Regions from separate parts of the Rattus norvegicus genome. Here region 2 is linked to region 1. Evidence: chromatin contacts called from public Hi-C data. All regions are on one chromosome and are shown on one strand. The core of a region is the stretch at or near the end of the contact, and the rest is flanking DNA. Distances in the headings are between cores, read along the strand shown.

Evidence for each region. A called contact is a pair of places that touch in the nucleus more often than the background predicts.
Region 2: a contact with region 1 is called in a Hi-C map of the A7r5 cell line, with 2.7 times the contacts expected there. The contact joins the promoter of Ccnj here to the promoter of Tctn3 in region 1. A contact is called at or near these places in 5 of 12 Hi-C or Micro-C datasets (the A7r5 cell line, Schwann cells, frontal cortex and 2 more).

The regions. Positions count from the first base shown.
Region 1 is chr1:249,373,053-249,376,393 of GRCr8, forward strand. It overlaps Tctn3 (tectonic family member 3), which reads right to left and starts at 1,646. Exons shown (of 14, transcript NM_001401840.1): 1 at 1,359-1,646; 2 at 1,086-1,209; 3 at 737-855. The coding sequence starts at 1,590. It also overlaps a transcript of Entpd1 not described here.
Region 2 is chr1:249,607,482-249,611,294 of GRCr8, forward strand. It overlaps Ccnj (cyclin J), which reads left to right and starts at 1,510. Exons shown (of 6, transcript NM_001106369.1): 1 at 1,510-1,674; 2 at 2,231-2,340. The coding sequence starts at 2,272. Cc2d2b (coiled-coil and C2 domain containing 2B) reads left to right here. Exons shown (of 34, transcript XM_063280394.1): 34 at 1-1,413.

The sequences.
Region 1 (3,341 bases), core at 396-2,895:
TTTTCTAAAGTGACTTATTTATTTTTATTTTATGTGCATTGGTGTTTTGCTTCTATGTATGTCTGTATGAGGGTGTCAGATCCCCTGGAGTTGGAGTTACAGTCAGTTGTGAGCTGCCATGTGGGTGCTGGGAATTGAACCTGGGTCCTCTGGAAGAACAGCCAGTGCTCTTAAGTGCTAAGCCATTTCTCTACTCCCACAGCTTGTCCTTTTAAGGGGCTGATAGTTTGATATCTGGAGGAAGTCATAATATTCACATAAACTTACAACCATACAAAGAACTCTGCAAATTCTAAAGGACTGTCTCAGAACTTCCAACTTCCCAGGACGGGCTCACTTGGGCAGATGACATTAGATTCTTAGGAGAGGTAAGATGTTCCCAATGTAAGAAGAAAGAAATTTAGGAGAAATTTAAGGCATAGCTTAAGGACAAGGAACATGAATTTGTCCAAAAGAAAAGAGCAGTATAAAATCATTAGAGAAAAGCTTGCAAGAGAAATCAATCAATCAATCAATCAATCATCCATCGATCAATCAATCAATGCTGATTGCCAGGCTAGAGTTGCTGAGCAGTATTTTAAAGGTGGTGGAGAGTCACTGGAGGTTTCTGAAATTACTAATGAAAGGAAGAGGGTAGTCGTAACATAGGGATTTGGAGGACAGGAGAACTCCAAAGACAGAGTCACGTCGTAATAAACGTTAAATGACAAGAGCGGCCAAACTTGTTTCTACTCACAGTTGTTCACACGGACGCAAAATTGTGTGATTCCACTGGAGTCCGTGAAAACTCTGGAAGGAAATGGGGAGTTGCTCCTGAAGACCAGGGAGTTGTCCACACATACCCAACTTGAAGATCTGTGAGGAAAGTTGAAGATACTGAGGAGGGGCGTGGAGTACGGTTAGGGAAGGGGCCCTACCCTACCAATGTCTGAGGCCACTAAGGGGGTCTGTGGGCAGAGGTACAACATTCCGGGTAATGTTTTACTGGATGGCTCAGCACTCCCGGGAAAGCCCAAGGGAATATTTTACGCGGGGATCTGGGGGTAGGAAACTCACTCTTACTTCTCAGCCAGAGCACAGCTCACCTTACACTACCAGGAAGGCAGAAGGAAAAGACTGTTCTGGGATGGAGAAGATCGCAGTCCTTATCGCAGCAGCAGTTTAAATCGCAGGTACCAGGAGTCAAGTCACAGACACAGATCGATAAGGCTATAAGTGAAAGAGGCAAAGCGAGGTGAAGCTCCCCAAAGTTTTCCCTCGCGGATAGCCCCATTGCAAGCTACGTAGCGAAGCAATATTGTCTACACAATTTTAGATCCGAGAAGTCAGTATTTCCATCCCGTATCCCGCCGCATCACCTGGGAAGGGGTCGGTGGTCGCGTTCTCGGGCATCGATAGTGTCCAGGGGGTAGGACTCTCAGACAAGTCTGGAGGCGCTGTAGTTGGTACTTCGGGCGTCACTGGCCCCAGGACCCAGGAGGTAGGCAGAGCCCGGGCTGTGGAGGAGGGCTGCGGCCGGGCGGCGTCAGAAAGCATCAGGCCCACTAGCAGCAGCAGCAGCAGCAGCAGCAGCAGCTGCGGAGTGCACATAAGGCAGCCGGGCCGCAGAGGGGTGCGACAGGAGCCCGAGTCTCCAGATAGATCCTAGAGCCCAGGGGTGAGGAGTCGGAGATGACGTCATCAGCTTCCATCTGTGCATTGGCTCAAGCGGGAGCCGTGTGCTCTTCAGCCAATGGAAGACCGTGTTGTTACGACCCGGCGCGTCCTTCTTGCTGCGCTCTCCTCCTTAGCGGCGCGCCGCTCCCGTTACCTGGCAACCGCTGGGAGCCCCTGGGGCTAAGGCGTCTTTGCCCTATTCTGCCGCTAGATGGCAGCTGGCATCAGGTTGGTGCCCTTTACGGACCTGGAGGAATTGAGTGAAGTCTTTGCTGAGGGGAAGACCCAGAGGCAAGAACTGGAATTACTTGTGTCTTTTGATCGGTCTTCCCAAGGTAAGAGACCCTTTCTGTGGAAAGACCGTGATTTCAAGGAGAAAAACACATAGAAAGTCACATCTCTTACGCGTGCCGGGAAACTGAGTACCGGATCGCCCTCGTTACTCCCTAGACTCAAGCAGGATCACGAGTTTGGGCCAACCTCGGCTACTGAGTGAGAGACTGTTCCCTAAAACAAAGACAAATGAACAAAGTCCCCATGATAGAGGCTTGAGAGATGGCTCAGCTGTTAAGAATATTTGTTCTGTCCAAGAACTGGGGTTCGCCTCCCAGAACCCACAGGGTGTCTCACAACTTTCTGCAACTCCATTTCCAAGGGATCCATTGCCTGTGCCATCTCTGGCCTCAGTAGGCGGCATCAGACACTCACAGACAGGTACACAGACACATGCAGGCAAAACACTCCTATGTATAAAATCTAAAAGAAAGTTTAAAAAAATCTCTCCACTGTAATACTATGGTATTTTTAAAAAGCACAGTAAAACAATGCTTATTTCAACTCCATGACAGTTTCATGTAGCCCAGGCTGAACCTCAGACTCAAGATGTTGCCAAGAATGATTTTCTGATCTTCCTGGGTCTAGAATTTCAATCATATAGGCCATCACAACATCTTGGAGGTCAAACTCACGGCCTTGGCTTCATGCACACCTGGCAAACACTCTATCAACTTAAATGTTATTTAAAAAAAAAATGCTTGTGTCTTTCAATCGGTCTTCCCAAGGTAAGAGACCCTTTTTGTGGAAAGACCGTGATTTCAAGGAGAAAAACACATAGAAAGTCACGTCTCTTACGCGTGCCGGCATAGTGGATCATATCAATAAAGGTGATCTGTACATTTGTTGCTAGAAAGTAGTAAGGGGAGAGGTTCAGTACAAGAAAACAGGATGGGAAAGAATTTGAGGACTTAGAGGAAGTTACATTTTCTGAGGCAAAAGTCAAGACTCAGAGGTGGAAATAGCCAAGGAACCAAGAAGAAAACTTATTGCTGGTTTTTTGTTTTGTTTTGTTTTGTTTTGTTTTTGTTTGTTTGTTTGTTTGTTTGTTTTTACCATTTTACCATTAAGTTTTGTGGCACTCTCTAGAATGTGTTTGCTCTTCTCAGGAGTGTCGTGGCCCTTCTGGTCGTCCAATAGCACAAACAAACATTCCGTATTTCCACTAATCTGAGACACAGACATGTGTGGCTGTCACACACATGATAGGCAGGCAATGTGCTTTGAGCTGTTAAATATTTAATTTTAAAACTGTCATTCGAGGTTAGATAACCTTGGGTGACTAGTAGCTATTGAAATGGGCAATTGCATTTGATCAAAACTCACCTGCTAGTCATCTCCCTGTGAGTCAC
Region 2 (3,813 bases), core at 260-2,759, 230 kb after region 1:
ACCATGTGGTATGGATTTATTTCTCATCTATTATGACTTTCTCTTCCCAGTAGAATGTAAACTATGGGATCACAACAATTGAGGTAACTTTCTGCCCAGCTCACTCTAAAGAAATGAAAAAAAAAGGGGGGGGGGGCTGAAGTTCCTTTTAGGACTCTAAGACCACCAGAGACATACACAGGCATGAACAAGAATGAATATTGGCATCTTATTATGAGCCATCTAAGTCTAGAATAATACATGCTTTCTAAACCAGTATCTCCCGGCAAACGTCTTCAAAGTAGAGACTGTAGGACAACCTGCTTATTACAGGATCACACAGACGATTACAGTCTGTGACCCACTTTTCCGAAAAGGTTCTTAAGAAGGCCTGGACTCTTAAGTCATTTGGAAGCCAAATTATCGCCATAAAGCTGCTTACTAGTCATGAATTGGAAACCGAGGACTTGGGTACTATTTAAATACCATAAACGACATGAAAATTTTAGTCAGATAACGTCCTTCTCCTCTGCCAGTAGCCTCTTCCCCAACTGCACCAGGCTAGGCTGGGTTCTGCCAACTTTCACGTGTACGCTTCCATTTTCTTCCCATCAGTTCCTGAATCCCTGCTTTCCCCGGGCATTGTGTAACATTGTCACACCGGGGTCTGCAGCAGTCCTTCCGGGATGTATGCAAACACCGGTGTGATAAGTCAGGCTCCCCGCCGTGTGCACTCATCTTTTTGTAGTAGCCCTTTGTCACTCTTCCTCTTTCTTAACAAAATATTCAAAGTAAGGGGTGAGGTCTCATGATTTATGTTTAAATATTGAAAAAGAGTCGCTCTATATCTGTGGACCCGTCTACTTCTTTTATGGTGGTCCACTTTCAAATATAATTGATGGGGTTTCTGTTACTCACACACCAATTCCAGCATCACCTCTATTGAGTGAGTGTTGTTCCCACCGTTTAGGGTTTCTTCATTGACCACCACAGATGGCCAATTACATCCATTATGGATTTGACAAGCCAGGTTGCTAAAGATGTTAATTCCAGTCGTGAATCGCTGAAGCGAAAGCAACAAGAAAAGCTGAGTTAGAAGAGCTCAAAGAGTACTGGGTTTAGAGGGGAAACTGAAGTAGAACTTGACAACCAAAGCGCTTTAGGGACTGGTAAGAGCTAAAGCCATTTGGAAGGTTTGGGGTTGGGGTTGGGGGGTCCGGGAGAGCAGCCCCTTGGAAGTGAGACAGCGGGCCACACCCGCGCCGCCCAGTTTTAATCGCAGGGCTGAGGCACCGCAACTTTCTCTGCCCGCACCCGGGACCGATCGGAGATTCTCTGCAGGTGAGCAGCCCTCGGGCGCCGACAGACAGCCTGGGTTGCAGAGCGAGACGGCCCGACACTAGGCGGGGGCTGTGGAGACGGACTCGCACCTGGCTCGGCCCGGCCGCCGATTGGATGGCGCGGCGCGACCCCGCTGTATCGCGAGAGCGGATTGGCAGCGCCGGGCGGCCCGTGCCCCGGCGCTGGCTTTGTACAGCGAGCCGCCTGCCGGTCCTTTAACAATGGGCGGCGCGAGCGCCCGGGTGCTGGGCCCAAGCTGAGGTGGGGGCTTCGCGGCCGACTGTCCGCGGCATGAACGCTGCCGGCGCCCCGCGAACGCCGGCCCGGCTGGGGCTGTGAGGGCCGCGGTTCCGGGTAAGAACCCGCGTGGGCCGGGCAGGCCTGCGGGAGGGCAGCGAAGCGAGAGGAGGCTCCGAGGCGCGCAGCACGGCTGCCGGCCCGCCCGGCCTTTTGTTCGTTGCTCCCGGGCCGCGCCGCGGCGGGCGCACCTCAGATCCCCAGGGTGGTGGAGCGTGCCGGGCTGTCGGCGCGGACCTGGCCTCGCGCCCTGGTCACCCTCCATTCCGGCGGCGTCCCGACAGAGTCAGGGCTCCTGCGCCTATGTGCGGGCGACTGAGTTCGAACCCAGGACTCAGAGAGCGCGAAGCGGGCCGTCGGGCCCTGAGCTTTCCGAGCTCGCACTTTTCTGTAGCTCGTGCAGCGGACGATTGCAGACTAAGCCGGAGCTTCCCAACTGGGTAGATCGGGCCTTACTGGCCTTGGAGGATGGCTTGGGGTCGGGTCAGGTGAAGATGAGCAGCCGCGCGGGGTGACCTGAGATCACATCCCTGGAGGAGGGGGCGCGCGGAGGGTCGTGGGGGGACACGGGGAGAGTTGCTGGCGGTGACCGCGTCTGGGGCGTGTCTTCCAGACTGAAGTTGCGGCGTCTGGCTGGGCGCGCCTCCGGCTTCCATGGAGCTGGAGGGGCAGTGGTGGCGAGGACAGCTGGCTGCGGATATTCACCAGGCGCTTCGGTACAAGGTAACCCCGAGACCCGACCTTCCCATCCCGGCTCTTGGGCTTCCTGGAAAGGCCAGTCAGGTTCTTTACTCTCTTCCTTCCAGGCCAGAGAAGGCGAGTTTGCTTATTTGTCAAAGTTAATTAACTTCTTCCTTCCCTCGAATGCATCAGGAGAACGTGTAAATGTGAAGAGAACTGGGGCGTGGTAGTTGGGAGAAGGAAGGTTGATGATGTTCCAGTGTTGCCATGTGGACCATGGGTGTGTGTGTGTGTGTGTGTGTGTGTGTGTGTGTGTGTGTGTGTGTGTGTGTGTGAGAGAGAGAGAGAGAGAGAGAGAGCGCGAGAGCCTTGTACTAGAAAATACCTTGCTGTTACAAGTAGCTGTTGTAAGCCCCATACATACTCCGTTCTCCAGCCTTTTGCCAAACTTGCCGTGAGACTTCAGACTACTTAATTTTCTGTTTCTCAGTTTCTGTCATCTGTAAAAGGAGAAATAACGATGGAACATTTCTTATGGGGTGATCGTGAAGTCTGATAAGCAAATACAGTAGAGGAACTTAGAACAGTGGAAGAGTATGTGCTAACGTACTGTTACTTGGTCCTTCAGATCGAGGCTATTCAGCAAGCCTTGTTATGGTAGAAGGAGCTACCCTTGGTAATGGCAGTGTAGAGAGCAGAAACAGTGTACTTAATAAACACTGAAAAAAAAGAATACACTCTTTTGGGACCAAAGTATGTATATTGTTGTCTAAGTAATGATTTTCACCATGTGTGTCATAAGTCAGATTTATGCGCTAGCCCTGCTTCTCTGACAGCCAGAGGAAAGATCCAGAAAGATTAACTCAACTCGGTTTTACCTTGGATGGAAAGGGCCGAGTTAAGTGTAGAAAACTTGGAAAGAATTAAAACAGCTGACTCTTTAATATGATCTTGCAGCTTTCAGTTTAAGGATTTTAGAATGATAATAGATTTGTATCGTGTTTCTGACCAAATTAAGCAGGTTGGGACACTGGATCTTGGCTTGTTGATAAAATTGCACGCTCGTGTGTGTGTGTGTGTGTGTGTGTGTGTGTGTGTGTGTGTGTGTGTGTGTGTAGCAAAACTAGTTAACTTGGTATAAATGATAACTTTGTGTGTGGGTATGTGACAGTTTAAAGATTTTTTTTTCATGGTGATCTCTATGATTTTTAGTTATAATATTTTATATGTAGGTAGTTTTAATCATAAGTAATTGTCAGAATTAGTTTTGTAGGTGATCTTAGAAGAAGAATTTTCTTTTTTTTAAGTTAGGTTTTGTTGCTTTTACATGGTCTCTGAAGGAGCCAGGGAATAGGGTAACCCTGCAGTCAGATGGATGTGGAGGATTCCTTCTGAAGCCTGTCTCCAGCCACCTGTTGCAAACTACTTAGGGTTGCCTTTATGTTGTCTTTAAGTTCAGTTTCATGGTCCCGATTTCAGGCAATGGTAACATTTTATAAAGGATTCATGTTAACT